Regions from separate parts of the Ovis aries genome. Here region 1 is linked to region 2. The links are chromatin contacts, called in public Hi-C maps. All regions are on one chromosome and are shown on one strand. The core of a region is the stretch at or near the end of the contact, and the rest is flanking DNA. Distances in the headings are between cores, read along the strand shown. Region 1 has its middle 64 kb from the start of PDP1. Region 2 has its middle 67 kb from the start of GEM.

Region 1 (5,657 bases), core at 1,095-3,594, 310 kb after region 2:
TAAACCAATCAAATAATCAAGTCAGTCAAAGCAAATTCATCAAGTGTACATCAAAACTGACAAGTAAGTAAATGTGTATCAATTTTAAGAAATGTATTTTAGGAGAGGAAGTGCCCCTCATCCATCCAAAAACTCATTCTTGGGCCAAATTGTTTCAAATTGTTTCAAAGGGGACAACTTTTCAGATATTTTTTAAGAGGAAATTATTTTCCAAGGTGACATTTCTTCATATATATTTCAGAAGACAAATTCAGGGCAAATAATGGTTGTATATTTGAAACTAATTATTAGAAGTTGAAAGGGAATAGATTCAAATATAACTTATATAAGCTGTACTTTCTGAGTGTTTCTGAAAACATTTGGAAAAGACATTTCATTATAAGAAAGGTCTGAACCACAGCAATCTATGTGTTTCTGTTATGGGGGGAGAGGACAGACATCATCCTGATAGTCACCGTCTTCCAAGTATAGCTGGGAGCTGGTAGGCTGTATAGTTCATTCAGAAGCATTGTAGATGGAAACAAATTTCAGGTCTGCCTATTAACTAAATGCAAGTCTGGAAAATCAGCTGGACCTTTTAAATATCAGTTTTTCCATGTGTAATGTGGAATTTTAAAGCGTCTGGTCTACTTGATTGACAGAGTTGTAGGCAATACAAATATAAAATTGATAAGAACGATCATATTATACAAATACAGGGTCATCCAGATTCTCTCTTTCCTAAAAGACGCTTCTCATTCAATCCCATCCAACCAGAAGAACAATCTTCAAGGAGGCATGTTGCTGTTGGGTTTTCTCTGTGCCATCTTCTTACAGAAACACAGAATTCACTGGCTCTTCAAGAAGTCTCCAAGCCAAGCTGCTTTTAAGCACCTTGGGGGGAAAAATGGTCTTCTCTCATCTAGAGTTGCAGATGTCTGCCTTTTGGAAGCTTCTAGATGGTCCTGAGGTTTTGACCTTCCATGAAGCTTCTAGAATCATATATCCCCTATAGATGTGAATATATGATTTCCAATTCTGAGGTGGAAAACCCCCATTAGCAGCTTTCCCAAGTAAAATTCAAGGAGGCTGTGGCCAGGATCAGTTTTGGGAGCATCTTTCCAACCAGGGAGGCGCCTGAGACTTAGCACTGTGGCTCTTTCCAGAGGTTGAGTCTAGACTGTAGCATTCTCCCTCTGGGCCCCATCTGGGCTAAAGAGATGGTTGGGAATGGGCCTGCCTCCCAGGAAGCCAGCTGCTTTGCAGTTGAGCACTGGCTGCTTGCTCTGTCTCGGGTTGCTAGTGGCCGTTCTTCAGCTGTGTGCAGAAGTGGATGATGTGTGGAAGTGGCTAATGATCGCTAGTCAGGGTTTCCCCGTCAGGACACCCCTCGAATGGCTCTAAGTGCAAACGAAGATGTTTGAGGGTGTGTAGGAAAAGACAGGTAGAATGCAGACAGATTCACATTTGAGGGTTACCTGGAATAAGGTAACAGAGGGCAGTGGAGATGTTTGCCAACAAAAACTGTTAAGTTACCATATCTTTATTCAGCACTTCTTATGTGCCAGGAACTTTAAATACATCACCTCGTTTAATCTTCATAAGAGTTAATCCTTCTGGGTAGATATCATGGTACTTCTTCTACAGATGAGTAAACTGAGGTGCAGGGTCTCATTTCCACAAAAGATTTATCCAGCAGCTATCTTTTTTCAGACACTGTGAATATAGTGACAAACACAGCACATTATTTCTGAAGATGGCCAAGAGGCCAAGAGGAGGTCAAATATCTTGCCCAGAACATTGTCCCTGACAGGATTTAAGAGTCAGGATTTAAGTATAGATCTGTATGCTGAAAGCTTCATTTATTTGATTAATGCGGCCCAGAGTCAGATATTGCACACACACTGTGTGCCAGGCACAATGTCAGGGCTAGAGCAGCTAAAACCATAAGTCAGATCAGACAGACTGGGTTCCCAGCTTCACAGAGCTTAACCCCCCGTGCGGCCCAGGGAACCACTCAGGAGCCCAGAGCGGCTGTCCTCCTCTCCCACCGAAGCCTGCCCCCAGATTTTAGGCTGGTCTCTGGGGCACCAGTTCGTGCTGGTTATGTCGGGCACCACAGTGGGGACATTTCTAGCTGAATTTTCTTTCCATTTACGGACAGAAACATTTTCTTTGAGAAAACGCCGGTTCTGGACAGACCAGATTGTTCCTAAGTGAGAGGTACACAAGTAAGTAAATGAAATAAAATGAGAGACAGACTCCTGCTGTGTCCAAAGCCTGTTCCCCGTGAGGTGCATGCAGCCTCTGGGTCTCTATGACACACATCCTCCGGCCTGAAGATAGCAAAAGGGCCGCTTTGTCCTGGGGCTGCGTCAGTGCCCACGTAGGACCCACGCACATCCCTGTGCAGGCAGCTGCCCACGCTCCACTTGGGCCCCGATCGTAGTCCTCCGGCCGCGTTAGCAGGATGGGAGGGGTGTGTGTACGTCTGATGAAGTGTGATTGCCACCGCGGGGAGCCGGGCCTCTGCGCACACGCCCCGCCGCTCCCCGCTGCAATCCTCGGGGTTTGCAGCCCCCCAGCTCCATCTGTTGACTGTTGCCGGCAACTGTCGCCGCCTCTCCAGAGCCCTCTCAGCGTCCCAGGGGCTCTGACTGATGCTCTTCTAATTTCCTTCAGCTTTTGACTTCAGTGTTAATTGTAGGATTAAGCTTTGTGTGACTAACCCTTGCACTGCCGGACGGTAATTTTGTGTTTGTTCATAGTATTCAGGAAGGAAATTGTTTATGCCATTCTTTCTTTTTTAAAAAAATAAATTTAATGTATAGTTGATTTACACTGTTGTGTTAATTTCTGCCGTAAAGCAAAGCTACTCAGTTACACATGTATATTCTTTTTCATCTTCTTTTCCTTTATGATTTTTAACAGGATATTGAATAGATTCCTTATGCTGTGCAATAGGATCTGGTTATCTATCCACCTCTATATATAAGGGGTTGCCTCTGCTCATCCCAAACTCCCAATACTTCTCTCCGCCGACCCTCCACCCCTTGGCAACCACGAGTTGTTCTCTATGTCCGTGAGTCTGCTTCTGTTCTGTAGATATGTTCGTTTGTGTCATAGTTTAGATTCCGCATGTAAGTGATATTATATAATATTTGTCTTTCCCTTTCTGAGTTACTTTCCTTAGTGTGATCATCTCTAGTTGCATCCATGTTGCTGCAAACGATGTCATGATTTCCTATTCATACCACAGAGGTCGACTGATGCTCGTGGTTCTGGCTCCTGGTAGGAAAGCTATAGTCATTATCACACCTACTACTTTGGTCATCTCTCCTGGCTGGTGTCTTGTCCCCTGGCTTTACTCACCTTTCTGGTGTCCCTACAAAGCCCATTTACGCTGTCCTCCGCCCTCAGCATAGCTGTATATTCCTTTCTTTTCTGAGGTGTGTCTGGGAGATCTCGCTGTAGCCCTGAAATGTTCTCTTGGCTATTTACCTAGCTCTTTTCTGTAATTCTCCCAAGCTTTGTCTGCATGTCACATCTCAAGCTACTCAAGTATTTTGACAAACAGATGAATGACTATCTACCCACCTCAGGCTCTATTTTTCCACTAAAAAAAAAATACCAATGATGAAGATGGAATTTTTCTTAAACTGTATTAAGGTCAAATTTAGCCCTGATAGGGGGAAATTCTTTGTCTATTCCTTGGCACAAAACAAACTTTAATACATGTTTATTCCTCTCCTTCCTTGGAAGAAGCCATTTAGCCTGAACTGTCTTAGAGACTCTCCATTCTTAGATATGCATGAGCCTGAACTCAAGACGAGAGCTGTCAGAGTCCTGTGCGTGGGCATCTCCACCTTTCTTAAGGAATCCAGTATGGCAGAGCTTGTGAGATAATCGAATTCTGGAGCCAATATGGCCCTCCGAGATCATCTCTGTTGATCCTTAGGCAATTTGAAAGTCTTTAAAATAGACCAGTAATGTTAAAAATAAGTGGACAGTGAGGTGGTGGTGATTACTGGAAGATCTCATCTTAGTTTTTCTCTCAAGTACAATCTCCAGTGATAAACTAACCATATTGATTAATTGTGCCCAAGAATGATCCCCTTCCCAAGAAATGATCTGCTTCCCTCCGGTTTATGTCTTTTGATGTATCAGTTGCTTTAAAAAAAAAAAAAAAAAAAAGCCACTGACTTAGGGTGGTCCTTAAAGAGACACTGCAGGCCCCTGGCGAGATCCCATAACTTTTAACCTGAAACAATTCCCTTCAGAAACCACATTACCTAAACCACATACCTAAACACAGGTATGCCCTCCAAAAGAGGGGATTTGGCCTGCAGCAGAGAGCACAGGCTTTGGAGTCAGGCACATCTGGGTGTGAGTTCAAAGTCTGGCACATTCTGGTTGTGGGACCTAGTGTCAGGGAAGACGGCAATGCCTCTGACCCTCAATTTCCACACCTGCAAAATGGGAGATTGCTGGGGAAGTAAAATGACTTCATGTATGCAAAGTGCCTGGTAGATGATAAACACCAAGTATATAGTACTGATTTCCTATCATGTCATTGAGACTGGGAACGCAGACTGTAGTTTTTTCTCATGGTGGTCTATACCCACAGACATAAACAGATTTTTCTCACAAATATGATAAAGAAGGCAAAAGAAAGGCATTTTGCTGTTGTTTTAAATGTTGATTCCACTTCGCTGCTGCTGCTGCTGCTAAGTTACTTCAGTCGTGTCCGAATCTGTGTGACCCCAGAGATGGCAGCCCACCAGGCTCCCCTGTCCCTGGGATTCTCCAGGCAAGAACACTGGAGTGGGTTGCCATTTCCTTCTCCAACGCATGAAAGTGAAAAGTGAAAGTGAAGTCACTCAGTCGTGTCCGACCCTTAGGGACCCCACGCACTGCAGCCCCCCAGGCTCCTCCGTCCTCGGGATTCTCCAGGCAACAGTCCTGGAGTGGGGTGCCATTTCCTTCTCCAATGCATGAAAGTGAAAAGTGAAAGTGAAGTCGCTCAGTCCTGTCCAACTCTTCACGACCCCATGCACTGCAGCCCACCAGGCTCCTGCATCCTCGGGATTCTCCAGGCAACAGTCCTGGAGTGGGGTGCCATTTCCTTCTCCAATGCATGAAAGTGAAAAGTGAAAGTGAAGTCGCTCAGTAGTGTCTGACTCTTAGCGACCCCATGCACTGCAGCCCCCCAGGCTCCTGCATCCTCGGGATTTTCCAGGCAACAGTGCTGGAGTGGGGTGCCATCGCCTTCTCTAGCTGTCACTAGATATGCCTTGTCTTGCTTGGAACTGTATTCACACAACATTTTCTCTTTTAATTTGCTATCATATTTTTAGCACTTCTCATGTATTTTATTAGGTGTTTTATATACATTTTTCTTGCTTGAGACTCCTAATAATCTATGGATGGAGTCTTGTTATTCCAAGATTGTAAATAAAGCTCGGTGAAATTAAGTGACTTTTCTAAGGTGACACAGGCTTGCCTGACATAAAACCCCCCCTGGATTTTGGAGGGTGTGTCTATGTGTGTGTGCACGTGTGCGGGTGTGTGTAAGGCTGACTTTTTTTATGTGCATGTCACTGACTACATTTGGCAGGCATGTACATGAGTTCTTTCTTCCACAATGAAGGTGACTGGTGCTCACCAGATATTTCTTG
Region 2 (6,011 bases), core at 3,001-5,500:
CCGACAGGATCATTTTCCAGAACACTTTCTATTCCAGAATTTACATTCATTTCCTCCCCTGTTGGTTGAGGGGCTGGAAGGGGGTGGGTATTACTAATTAAGTGAAAATTGTGCAAACGTTTTACAAACTGAGGGACCAGACCACTGAAATTGGTAACACCTTAGTTATTAACCTCTAATTTTGATGTAAGATGAAAGAAGATTTAGTAAACTGAGTTTTGCACAGAATGAAATACTTATTGCTTGTTGAGACTGTTTTGGGAGAGCTCCAGTAATGATTTTTCAGTTCTCTTTCATACAAATGATTAAGGAATGCTTTGACTGTCAGATGGCTTTGAAAACATGGAAATAGTAATGTTAATTCTATAAACAGTAGAAGATAAATGAGTGTTTTGGATGTTCTATCTATGCCTAAGAAAGTGCTCATAAAGAGAAATTGAAAATGTCTACAATTTCTGAGCTTTGAAGAAGGCCAGTCTCATGTCTCACTCCCATCGTTATCCTTGGAAGCCCAGGTGTAGAAGGTTCTTAAGGTCAGACAGTAATCCTTTGACTTGGACATTGCTTTTTCTCTGAGTAGCTTAGTCCCATAGGCCTTACTACCTCTGAGCTGGGTTTCTGATTCTAGAGTACTGCTGAGGAGGAGATAGAAAAGTCAGGCTTCTCATTAGTAAAGTGTCAGCAGACCACATCCAGGCTCCTTGAATGGAAGGAACAAATGCTGGGTCTTAAAGGATGCTGAGTGCCTTGTAGATAAGAGATCTAACCCAACGTTGCATCTGGATGGAGCCCTGTAACAGGAGAAATATGATAGACCTAGAAGGACATGTTAAGCTTTCAATAATGCCTATACCCTGAGATATTGATGGCACCAAGCAAGTGTGCAATTTATGTGAGTTAAGTGAAGAAACAAATAAGACAAATAACAGAATGCGAGATAACCCCTTTCATTTCTTCCATAAGAGGCTCTAGGTCTGTCTCATTCATTTATTTATTCTTCTGCCATATGTTATTTGAGCATGCAGATATTTATGCTAAAACAGTAGATTTTATTAATACCTAGATTCAAAGATGGGGCATCCCAGGTGGCGCTAAGTGGTAAAGAATTCGTCTGCCAGTGCAGGAGAGATAAAAGACGCCAGTTTAATAATCCCTGAGTCAGGAAGATCCCCTGGAGGAGTGCATGGTAACCCACTCCTGTATTCTTGTCTGGAGAATCCCATGGACAGAGGAGTCTGGCGGGTTATGATCATGGGGTCGCAAAGAGTTGGACGTGATTGAAGTGATTGAGCATGCACATGCAGATTAAAAAATGCCTATTTTCATTTCTGCAGGTTCTTTCATCTATAATTTGGGTGGGAAGCATCCAAATTATAAGCATGAATCAGGAATCTAAATTTTAGAAAAAAACAAATTTTTTAAGTTGGCCAATTATAACTACACTTAAATAATTAATTTCCTGCCAATTGATATGATATGCCATTTATATATTATAGGTTTATTTCTGGACTTTTTGTGTTTTGAATTGATTTATCTGCTCTTGAACTTAGACAAAGTATTTTAATTACTATGGATTTACAAGATTTATTAATATTTAGTAGATCAGACCTCCCTATAGTACCTCTTTTTTTTAATGTTTCTTTTGTTACTTATATTCTGTCAATTACTTTTCTGGATGAGTCTTAAAATTATTTTGCCAGTTTGGGGAATGGACATGAGTTTGAGCAAGCTCTGGGAGATGGTGATGGACAGGGAAGCCTGGCATGCTGCAGTCTATGGGGTTGCAAAGAGTCGGACATGACTGAGCGACTAAACTGACTCAAGGGTCCTCCTGTCAATGGTCATTCAACAGCTAGTTACGATTTTGGTGCTCTGTGGGATGCTCGTCCTTCTATTCTGCCATCGTGAACTGGAAGCCTTCCATATTCTTAATTGGACATTTGTATTTCCTCTTCTGTGCATTTCCTTTTTATCACAGTGTCCATTTCCGTATTGTTTTTCTTTTACTGATATTTAAGGTTGAAAATACTCAGGTTGATTTAATTATTTAACATTAACTTTACTTATATTTAATATTAATTTAATATTTTGGTTGGTCACTAATCCTTTGTCAGTTGTTTGCATTACAAGTGTAACTTCTTCGCAATCTTTTTTTCTTTATTTATATAATTCTTAAGTTTTAAAGTAGCCAAATTTGTATTTTCTTTCAGAGTTTGTGATTTTGTTTGCTTATTTGTTCCTTTATTGAAGAAATTCTTTCTTGTCCTGAAGTCATCAAGAGATTCTATAATTTCTGCTGAAGTTTTTATTTGTTTATTTGACTGTGCCAGGTCCCAGTTGCATCATGTGGGATCCCCGATCTTTGTTGTGGCGTGTGGGTTCTTCAGTTGTGGCAGGAGAACTCTTAGTTGCTGCATGTGAGATCTGGTTCTCTGATTGAACCTGGGTCCCTGCCTTGGGAGTGTGGAGTCTTTGCCACTGGACACCAGGGAAATCCCCACCTGAAGTTTTAAGTTTTATGATTTCCATGTAGGTCTTTAATTCGCCTGTAATATATTTTTGTAAGGGATGTAAGATAGGAATCTATGTGTTTTTTCCTGATTGCATAATTAATTGTCCTAATAATATTTGTTGAACAAATTTATCCCTTCGAAACTAGAATGCAAGGGGTTCCCAGGTGGCTCAGTGTTAAAAGAATTCACCTGCCAATGAAGGAGACTCAGGAGACCCGGGTTCGATCTCTGGGTTGGAAGATCCCTTAGAGGAAGAAATGGCAACCCACTCCAGTGTTCTTGCTTGGAGAACCCTATGGACAGGGAAGCCTGGAGGGCTGCCGTCCGTAGAGTCGCAAAGAAGTTGGACACAACTGAGCGACTGAGCGTGCACTCAGAATGTCATGTCACCTAGGTCACAGCTGAAGTTTCCAGCGTGCATGGAGAAGTTCTGCATTCTGTATTCTTTTTTGTTGGTTTGTTAGCTTAACCCTGAATAAATACTATGTTTGTTCAATTTACATAACTTTGTAATAAATCTTGACATATGAATGGAAAGCTCACCCATTTTGCTTAAAATTTGTACTGACTTGTTTTTGGTGTTCTGCTCTTTTCCATTAATTTTAGTTTTTGCTTATAAAGCTACATATAGCCATTGACATTGTTTTTTAGTTATTCATTCTCTATTTAGTCCATTTTAATGGTAATACAAATGTCTTAAGAAAAAATGGAAAAGATTTTATCACTCTGGAAAATCACTATAATTTTTTAATATTGGTAGGTAGCCTGGTTATATCTTCTTGGCTGGGACAGTTTCTTCTCTCTGTCTCCCTCCCTCTGTATGCTTGTCCCTGACCCTGTTTTCTTCTTTTTGCATCAATCTTTGAACATTTTCTAATAACTCAGACTCTTTATTAATTACATTAAGAAACCCCAATTTGCAGCTACTTAAATACAGTCTTTCTGAAAAATGGCCCACATCTGTTTTTATTCCCAAATCCTTGTTGAATGTTTTGTTCTTTTGAGCTGACACCTTAGGCTTAGTTTTGTGCCTAAGTTTTTCCAAATCTTCAGTAAAACAATGTCAATGGTTCTGAGATTTCTTACATCTTGGAGGAACGTTTACTTGTTTTCTCTGGAGAGTAAAATAAGTTTCTTCTTATCTGAGATGCTATGATTCCGTTGTTTCTTGGGCTGTAAGTAGGGGGGCCTGGCGTGCTGCAATTCATGGGGTCGCAAAGAGTCGGACACGACTGAGAGACTGAACTGAACTGAACTGATCTGAGAACTGCTAGCTGGACACAAAATTGCCATAAAACAGCACAGGATTTTCTACTTTGCTTAAAGTGCCGATGGGATCATTTCGTGTTTTAGGTTTTCAGGATGGGTCAGCATTATTTTCTATCTCAGTAAATTAAAAAAAAAAAATGCAACTGTAACTGATGTTTGGAGTACACTTTTATAATGTAGATAAAAATCCATGGAAACTTGGAAACATAAACATATCCTGGCAAGATGATTTTAGACAATACCAAACTTGAATTGTGGGGATAGAGTGGAGAGGAGGGTGTTCTTTGAAGGAGATAAGCCCTTCTCCTGGGATTCAGAGCTTCATCTGCTTCTGCTCAGAACACGAAGTGCTCTGATGATTAGATTGGATCAGGTTCTTTCTGTCTCAGAGATGATTCCGGGTGTCTCCCTTGGAACGAATCCCCAGCAGCCAGAACAGAATCCAGTGTCCTCCTGGCAGCACTGCCACGGTGTATTTCTTCACCGCTGACTCAGAGATTTCAGAGTGCTTTGCCATCAACTGCAGTTTGCCATGCCCCATGGCTGTGAGCAGAAATCTTGATCAACAGAAATCTCTTTACTTGAGCCGGCAGAGCTGATTAACTTATACCTGTGTAAATAACTCTGATGGTTCCCAGACTGGGGAAACCTCTCCTATGAGTGAAATAATGGGACTTAAATTTATTGTCGATAAATCGGCTGCTTGCCCCTTTTTCCATACTAGACCCTGTGAAAGACGTGCTATTCCATGTGATATCTGAGTCTTCTCTGTTCAACCCATCCTGTTCCTTTCACCAGCCTGCCTAGTTACGAGTGCATTCACGTGTCTTCATTCTTTAATGACTGATCACCTGGGTCTTTTTCCTCAACATTACTTCTGCCCCGGTACCTGTTTATACCACCTTTTTGTTTTTAAAATTATGAAATACTTTAAACATACAAAAAAGGTATATAGTACAATTTAGTAGTAGCTACCTCTACATATCACACAGCTTTCACTATCATAACATTTTGCTGGGTCTCTTTAGATGTTTTTTCATTAAGAAATAAAATCTACATTAAAAAATAGAAATGAATTTTTAAAAAGAGAAACAAAATCCAACAAATACAGTGAACCCTGCTCTGACCTCATTCCTCTTCTCAGAAATGATTGATATCCAGAATTTTTCCATAAAGTTTTTTTAAGTATTGTTTTGTGGGCTATAAAACTTTAAGTGTTGTAGCACTGTGAGTATTCTTTCAATCTATTCCTCCTACTCTACATATTTAAAAAAAATTATCCATGCTGATACAAGTTGCTCTGGTTTCTCACTGTAATTGCTGAGTGATATTCATAGAGTAAACATATCACTATTCGTTGTTTATCCTATGATGAACAGGTAGGTTGTTTCTATTTTTTTTCCCTCTATAAACAAGCTCCCAAACTTATTTTTGCTCATGTCTCTTTAGATACCTGAGCAAGACTTTGTCTAAAAGATGGAGTTGCTCAGCTATAAGCTATTCCATCCTTATGGAAAAATTACTCTCCAAGTGGTTTTTGCCAGTCTCTGTGGAATTGAAATTGTATCTCAGTGAAATTGTATTTAACTACAGGTGGAATTGAATATATGGTCATATTTTAATTGACTATTTCCGCTGATAATTGTCCACTTTAAACACTGAACTTTCTGTTTTACTTGTTTTTATGAACCTTTAACATATTCTGAACACTAATCTTGTGCAGTTGCATGTCAAATTATCTTCTTTGAAGTAGTTTGTATTGTCATTTTGTTACTAGAATGCTTTGATGTGAGCTTTCCGAGTGGCTCAGTGGTAAAGAATGCATCTGCTCTGCAGGAGACACAGGAGATGTGGGTTCAGTCCCTGGCTCAGGAAGATTCCCTGGAGGAGAGCATGGCAACCCACTCCAGTATTCTTACCTGGAGAATCCCGTGGACAGAGGAGCCTGGTGGGCTACAGTCCATAGGGTTGCAAAGAGTCAGACACAACTGAAGCGACTTAGCACATGCTTTGATGTACAGAGGTTTTTGGTTTCTTTTTTTTTTTTTTAACTTTGCATCATTTAGCTCAATAAGTATTTTTTATTTTATTTTTAAATTTATTGGAATATAGTTAAATCACAATGTTGTGTTAGTTTTAGCTGTTTCAGCAAAGTGATTCGGTTGTACAGAGGTTTTTAAATTCAATCTTTCCTTATGACTTCTTGTATTTTGGTTAAAAAATCCTTCT

What was found. Hi-C and Micro-C count contacts between places; a contact is called where the count stands out from the background.
Region 1: a Hi-C map of tail adipose tissue shows a contact between it and region 2, with 9 times the contacts expected there. The contact joins two enhancer-like sites. A contact is called at or near these places in 8 of 16 Hi-C or Micro-C datasets (hypothalamus, liver, mesenteric adipose tissue and 4 more).

Annotation. Positions count from the first base shown.
Region 1 is chr9:83,212,582-83,218,238 of ARS-UI_Ramb_v3.0, forward strand. No RefSeq gene overlaps it. Among named protein-coding and RNA genes, the nearest start is that of PDP1, 64 kb to the right of the region's middle. Within about 2 kb of position 2,345, at least 17 of the 54 cell types and tissues checked have an H3K27ac peak or open chromatin away from gene starts, as enhancers often do.
Region 2 is chr9:82,896,966-82,902,976 of ARS-UI_Ramb_v3.0, forward strand. No RefSeq gene overlaps it. Among named protein-coding and RNA genes, the nearest start is that of GEM, 67 kb to the right of the region's middle. Within about 2 kb of position 4,251, at least 6 of the 54 cell types and tissues checked have an H3K27ac peak or open chromatin away from gene starts, as enhancers often do.